Regions from separate parts of the Capra hircus genome. Here region 1 is linked to region 2. The links are chromatin contacts, called in public Hi-C maps. All regions are on one chromosome and are shown on one strand. Each heading gives the region's core, a stretch centred on a gene start, on an enhancer-like site or on the middle of the called end of the contact. The rest is flanking DNA. Distances are from core to core; before and after follow the strand shown.

The links. Hi-C and Micro-C count contacts between places; a contact is called where the count stands out from the background.
Region 1: a contact with region 2 is called in a Hi-C map of blood, with 12 times the contacts expected there. The contact joins the promoter of LSG1 here to the promoter of XXYLT1 in region 2. A contact is called at or near these places in 3 of 5 Hi-C or Micro-C datasets (all in blood).

The regions. Positions count from the first base shown.
Region 1 is chr1:72,612,762-72,616,613 of ARS1.2, reverse strand. LSG1 (large subunit GTPase 1 homolog) reads right to left here and starts at 1,956. Exons shown (of 14, transcript XM_018046507.1): 1 at 1,787-1,956. The coding sequence starts at 1,885.
Region 2 is chr1:72,057,249-72,060,673 of ARS1.2, reverse strand. XXYLT1 (xyloside xylosyltransferase 1) reads right to left here and starts at 1,980. Exons shown (of 4, transcript XM_005675095.3): 1 at 1,378-1,980. The coding sequence starts at 1,881.

The DNA of each region.
Region 1 (3,852 bases), core at 707-3,206, 560 kb before region 2:
TATACTAACACATATATATGGAATTTAGAAAGATGGCAAGGACGACCCTGTATGCAAGACAGCAAAAAAGACACAGATGTGTATAACAGACTTTTGGACTCAGAGGGAGAGGGAGAGGGTGGGATGATTTGGGAGAATGGCATTCTAACATGTATACTATCATGTAAGAATCGAATCGCCAGTCTATGTCTGACGCAGGATACAGCATGCTTGGGGCTGGTGCATGGGGATGACCCAGAGAGATGTTATGGGGAGGGAGGTGGGAGGGGGGTTCATGTTTGGGAACACATGTAAGAATTAAAGATTTTAAAATTAAAAAAAATTAAAAAAAATGTTGTAAAATGAAAAAAAAAAAAGAGAGCTGCTTTCTTCTGCTCTTCACATCCAAATAAACACTGCTGCTGCTGCTAAGTCGCTTCAGTCGTGTCCGACTCTGTGTGATCCCACAGACGGCAGCCCACCAGGCTCCCCTGTCCCTGGGATTCCCAAAAAACCATTCTATGGCCTTGAGGGTGGTGTTAGCTCTTTTAGTCAACACTAGTAACAGTTAACATTTAAATGAGCCCTTTCTTACCTCGTTATAATTATTTTCCTTTTATTTGATTTTCAAAATCTTTTGAAATAAACTTCATATCTCAATCAGGATTAAACTGGATAGAATAAATTGCCTACAGTCATAGGCTAATAAGTGGCAGAGGTATTTGAATCTAAACCCATAAACCATACTCTGGTTCTGGCAGCCACTGTTGGTCAACTTTTTTAGACAGACACCCACAGTAAGAAATACACTTCACATAGTGACTTAAATGCTGTGAGATACTGTGAGATGCTGTGTACCATTCAGTAAAGTGAAAACAAAAGAATCCTGAAAGTTACCTTTATTACATTACACACAATGTGGTATTTTCTTGAGTTTTATTCTGTGGGGTGAAAAGCTTGGCTAGTTGCCACTTACTGATCTGATTCCAGACACACCTCAGTTTGATAAGATAAACACCATCCTAAGCTACATGCTCTGTACAGGTACAAATAAAGGAAAAAATTGAAGGTTAAAAGGCTAGGTGGTTTGCCCAAAGGCCACAGAATCAGCAAAAATCAGGGTAAGGATTAGAATCTAGTTCTTTACTGAGAACTTTGTGAATTCTCAAACACTTCGAGGAATAAATGTCAAAATGACAATTACAAATCAAACCACTTCATCCGCTCTTCAAGGATCCTAAAACTACGGCCGTTTCCAGGCCCAGGAAGCTACTAGGCCCGCCACACTTTGGAGAAATGCTGTCCAGTTCTGAGTAACACCACTAGGGAATAAAAAAAAGTGGAGCACGAATCTGAGTTATTTTGTACTTTTGCTACCAACCAGCGGCTCTTGGAGGATCAATTCTTTAGAAAAATGAATACAAGAAGAAGTCGTTTTTGCGTCATTCCTGTGCAGAAACTTCCAAATGCTTCCACGGCCTATAGGATATCAAACTTTTGCCCTGGTTTTCAAGATCTCACTCCGACCTCATCACATTAGCCTCCACCTCTGGGCCGTGTCTTGCTAGGAGGGCCTGTTTATCCGCCTGGTCGATTCTAACGGTCTTGAGCATTTGCGCATTTCAGTATCCGAGAGGGTCTGGGGGGGATGCCTAGAACGGATCCCCGCCGTTACCGGGGGGCAACTGTATTCATCCCTAGAAACCCTACTTTGGTATCATTTCCTTTGGAATATTTTCCTGAGAATTCTGACCGTAAATTTCGCAGCGTTCAGACTCACAACTAGGCAGAAAGACAAGGTTTTTACCCAGGAGTCAGGGTGGCGGTGGCTACGGCTCCGTTGAACTTGCTGGCGGATAAGAGCCCGGCCAAGGGTTCCACCCTCTGGCGCTCTCCTCCGACCCATGCTTGTCCAGAACACGAACGAAAAGCCGCAAGCAAGAGTCACACCAGCTTTCTGGGTAATCAGGAGCGCGATCTCCGGAAGTGACGTGTAGGCGAGCCCAAGTGGTTAAGGCCCGAAGTCGCAGGGAAACAGAAAAATTTGCCTCAAATCGCCACTTATATATCTCACATTTGCCACTACGATAGAAATTAAATGCAAAAGGTGGCTTCAGAGCTTAATTTTCAATATATATTCCTAAGAATATCTCAAAGTTGGGTAAGGCGATTAGATTAAACGAATGGTACCGTCTAAATTTGTGCGTCGATTTTTAGTGTTCGGGGTACAACTAGGAGACTCGGAAAAAAGTGGCCGGGCATTCTTGCGGTAGCAGCCACGCCTCCGGTTAATTTCGTCAGGAGGAGGTGGAGACCTGCGTGAAGGGTGTTCCTGCAGCGCTAGGTGGCGTTGCTTCCTGGCGCTAATTTTCGGCCTAGTGTTTTAAGGTGTGGCTTCATCGCGGTCACGCCTGGCAACTAAACAGCTTTGTGTTTACTTGGTCTTCCCAAGCTGTGAATTGGTGAGAAGAGTTCCTGCGTGGATGGCAGTTTGGAATGGAAAGAGCTTGACAAGGTTGCAAGGAAAGCCAAAGGAATCTGACTTAAACGTTTTTGGTTATTTTTCCAAATAGCTTTTTAAAAAGCATTTAAAACTCCTAGCTAGAATTGTATTTAAATTTTCCTATAAATTAAAATAAAGTAAAAGCAGTAACCCCGCTCCACTCTTTGCCGCCTTTTGCTCCTCACTTTATCTTTAGAGAAGTTGGATTAGAGTTATGAGGGTGTTGGGGGTTTTAACTCTATTCTCATTAATCAGGAGAACACCTCATTGTTGTGATGCTCTGAGAGCAAGCAGAGTGCCCAAATCATAGCTGAAATATATTCGGTCAGGCATCAAACCCAAGTCTCCTCAATATTTTATCCGTTCCTGAGGCGGATAAGAGGGGAGAATGACGGTTGTTATTGTGTATTTTAGAACCTAGTTCTTCCCCAACTTTGATGTGCATGTGAACCCTCTAGGAATCTTACTAACGTGCTGATTCTGACTGATAAGGTCTAGGGTCTGGCGGCACTGGGTCCTTCCAGGAGATGATGATGATGTTGGTCTGGCCCACAGGCCACTCTGAAGAGCAAGAGAAGTCCATTTCCTGCTGGTGCAGATGAAGACCCTGAAGAGCATTGGCTAGAAGTCAGTCACAGCAAGTTTGGGTCAGGAAGAGCTGGAACCATATCCCCCACCCATGTCTGCATTTCCTGCTAAGCCCTGCTGTGGGCTGTATCTCACTGCTGACTCTAACTGAATTGGAGTGCACTTTCACCAGATAGCTCAGTTGGTAAAGAATCTGCCTACAATGCAGAAGACCTGGGTTCGATTCCTGGGTCGGGAAGATCTCCTGGAGAAGGAAATGGCAACCCACTTCAGTATTCTTGCCTGGAGAATTCCATGGACAGAGGAGTTTGGTGGGCTATAGTCCATGGGGTCGCAAAGAGTCGGACACGACTGAGCAACTTCACTTCACTTTGGTAATGGCAACCCGCTTCAGTATTCTTGCCTGGAAAATCTCATGGACTGAAAAGCCTGGTAGGCTATAGTACATGGGGTCACAAAGAGTCGGACACGACTGAGCAACTTCACTTCACTTTGGGAAACACGCAAAGGATTGCTGACAAACCATGTAGCAGTCGGCATGGCTTCGGGAAGGTGGTGCTCACAGATCAGTGAAGGAAAGCATTAGAATGTGCTTTCTCCCATCTCTCAACTTAGAGACAACATATCTTTAAAAAAAACCTGAGGAATTTCTGTGGCAGTCTACTGATTAAGACTCCACCCTTCCACTGCAGGGGGCATGGGCTGGATCCCTGGTCAGGAACTAAGATTGTACATGCATTGAGGCATGGCCACAATAACATACAATAAAATTGGATTACTAA
Region 2 (3,425 bases), core at 731-3,230:
TCTAATCTTACCACCCCTCCCCCTACCACCAGTCTCCATCCTTTAAGATCAGCTACTAAGAACCCACCTGCCAATGCAGGAGACATGAGACACGGGTTCAATCCCTGGGTGGGGAAGATCCCCTGGAGGAGGGCATGGCAACCCACTCCAGTATTCTTGCCTGGGGAATCCCACTGGACAGAGGACTCTGGTGGGCTACAGTCCATTGGGTCACATAGAGCCGGACATGACTGGAGTGATTTAGTGCACACTATTTCTATCCCAAAATCACACATTAGATCCCCTCTGGGCAACGATTAGGTCAAAAGGAGACATGTAACTTAACTGAGGCCAATAACACTAAGCTTGGACTGCAAGGAGATCCAACCAGTCAATCCTAAAGGAAATCAACCCTGAATATTCATTGGAAGGACTGATATTGAAGCTGAAATACTCGAATACTTTGGCCACCTGATGCAAAGAACCAACTCATTGGAAAAGACCCTAATGCTGGGAAAGATTGAAGGCGGGAGGAGAAGGGGATGACAGGGGATGAGATGGTTGGATGGCATCACCGACCAGATGGACATGAGTTTGAGTAAGCTCCAGGAGTTGGTGATGGACAGGGGGGCCTGGTGTGCTGCAGTCCATGGGGTCGCAAAGAGTCGGTCACGACACGACTGAGTGACTGAGCTGACTGAATGAAGAACACAATCTCTCCCAAGCAGAGCCAGGCGGTCCAGCCTGGAACAAGATGACTATCTCTGCTCTGCCCTCTCCAGATCTTATATCCTTACCTCTTGGAGCACTTTCTTGCTGGGAGGAACCCGCTGCTTCTCTAAATGGGTTCATGACCCTGAAGAGAAGGGAAGGAGGAGGCACACTGAGGAGATGAAATGGTTCACATGGGCTGGGTTTGGGCTGGACCAGTTTCAACTGAAATCCTTAGAGCTATGAGAAATGTCACTGTAATTTGAACAACTCAAGCGGCCTAAGACCTTGTCCAGCAGACACTGCACCTTCAAGTGACCTGCTCCATCCTCAAAAGTCAAACACTGAAAAGAATAAAAAGAGGGGCAGACTTAAAGGCACTGACTGCTGAAATCAACCACGCCAGGAAAGAGCGGGCATGCTGATTCTCCAGGGGGCCGCAGTTAAAGGGAAGCTAGGATCAACGAAGTCAGCTAATAGAGGCTCCGAGACACGCCCCCCGGACCATGCCTGCAGCGTGCTGTGAACGCACAATTCAGGTAGGGTACGGATTAAGGGGTTAAGCTTCTGCTGGCACTGGCAATGGGCATCGCAACTAAGACACCTCCCTCCTGACCCCTGGATCCAGGCCAGGCCCCACAATGACCGAGTCACCTACCCGGAGCCTCTAGCTGGGGCCCCGCTCACCTTGCATTTGAAGCCGGCGGCGGGCGGCAGCAGCTCCCGCAGCAAAACCTTGGCCACCTCGCGGCTGGCCTCCTCGCTTACGAAGTGCAGGTTAAGCACCTCGTGCGCCTCGAACTTCGCGAGGCGCAGCAGGGAGCGGAGGGCGACGCGGGCCTTGGCCTGCAGCGCGGCATTGTGTTCGGCCTTGGTGAACATCATCAGCAGGTGGTAGTCCACCGGCCCGGCCCCGCCGCCCTCCAGGCTCTTGGCCTTAGCGCCCGGGGCCGGCGCCAAGGATGCCCGCGCCAGCTCCAGCGCCGGCGGCGAGGGCGCAGCAGGGGCCCCGGCGCGGGCCTCCTTCAGCCTCTTGGTGGCGCTGGAGAAGGTCTCCCGGCCCGAGCCCAGGTAGTAGAAAGCACAGACCGCCAGCGCCGCGGCCAGCAGCAGCGCGCAGTAGTGGGAGCGCACAGCGCCCAGACGCGCCATGGCCCGAGCGCACGGGGGCCCGCCTCGGAGGAGACCCATGCGCCGCCGGCCCGCGAACAGATCAGCCGGCGAGTTGCGGCAGAGACCAGTATCCCGGCAGCAAGTTAGCAGCCCCGGCAGCTGGCGGCAGCCATGGCGGGGGCGGAGCCGAGCTGCCAATCTGCGGGCGCTGATACGCGGAGAGGCGGTGCCAGGCTGCCTGGCAGCCACTGGGTCCTAAGCTCAGAAGGATTACAGCGGGGTCGGGCGGTGAGCCTGCGGGAGTCCCTCCAGCGTGTTCGACACAGGCGGTGAGGACTTGGCCACACAAGCCAGCAGGCTGTGCGGTCTGTGGAAAATGGCCCTCGTTAAGCGCACAGCCCCAGGCGCTAGAAACCGAAGCTAAGCCTTCGGAAGCAAAAAGACTAAACTGGACGCACAAAAAATGTTCTCTATCTTTTCCCTCCTAATTTCTTGAAGGCTTTCTGTCCTCTCCCTGACTCCTTTCACACCTTGGCGACTAGGGCTGAAGAATTTAAACTAGCAACTCCTTTCCCATTCTCGGTGAAGTAGGATTGACACCCGAGGTATGAATCACTTGCTCACCTCACCTGGCATCTCTGAGGCCGACCAGAGGCAACCTATGGGATGTAGCCACCAGGGGGGCCACCTACCACAAACTTTGGGTGGTTGAGAGCTCCCCAGGAAGCTTGTGGTTTTTTTTTTTTTAACTGACTTCAACACTTTAAAAGAGACTTACTGTATACCCGGTGTTTTTGCAAAATTAACTGAGGCGTAACTGAGGTCACTTGCTCAGGTCACACGGTGTCAGGCTTGACAGTGAAGCAGACACTTCCACAGCAGAAGAGGGTGCCTATATTCTGCCAACACTAAAATCTAAGAAAACTTTCAGTTCTCTCTCCTATCCACAGAACAGTGGTTGTCAAAATTTTATTGGTACTAGCAGCACTAGGGAGCTTGATAAAACACAAAGCCTCAGGCCCTATTACCTTCAACGAGCCTGGGCCTTGATGGTGATTCTTCTGCAAGCCAAAGTTTGAAAAGCAGTGCCCTGGATTTTCACACAGTCAACCTCTCCTGCTTCAGACCTTGGCTTGGGTGTCCCTGCCTCAAAGAGTGGTCTCTAAACACCAGCCCTTGCAGTGTCCAGATGAGGCATCATCCTCAAGGATACCATAAGGGCCACCTAAGAACTACCCATTCCCATCTTTCTCTGCTGCAAGAAGGCAAGACTTCAAGAGAGCAGGCAGTGTGTCTTTCTTTAACCATAATATCTCCAGTAACTGATGGTGCTTGACTCAGTGAATGAGCATCAGAAATATACCCACCCATTGTAAACCATCGTTTTCATAACAGAATAAGGGAAAATGTACTCAAATATTTAGCCACAAGGGTAATGCAGAGCTAGGTTTATGATGACAAGGTATTAAAATCAAATGTTCATCAGTAAAGTGACACTAAAGACGCTGTTGGGAATTCTCTGGTGACCCAGTGGCTAAGAGTCCGCCCGCCAGTGCAGGGGACACGCTTTCAATCCCTGGCCCAGAAGGATCCCATACACCACATGACAGGTAAGCCCGTGC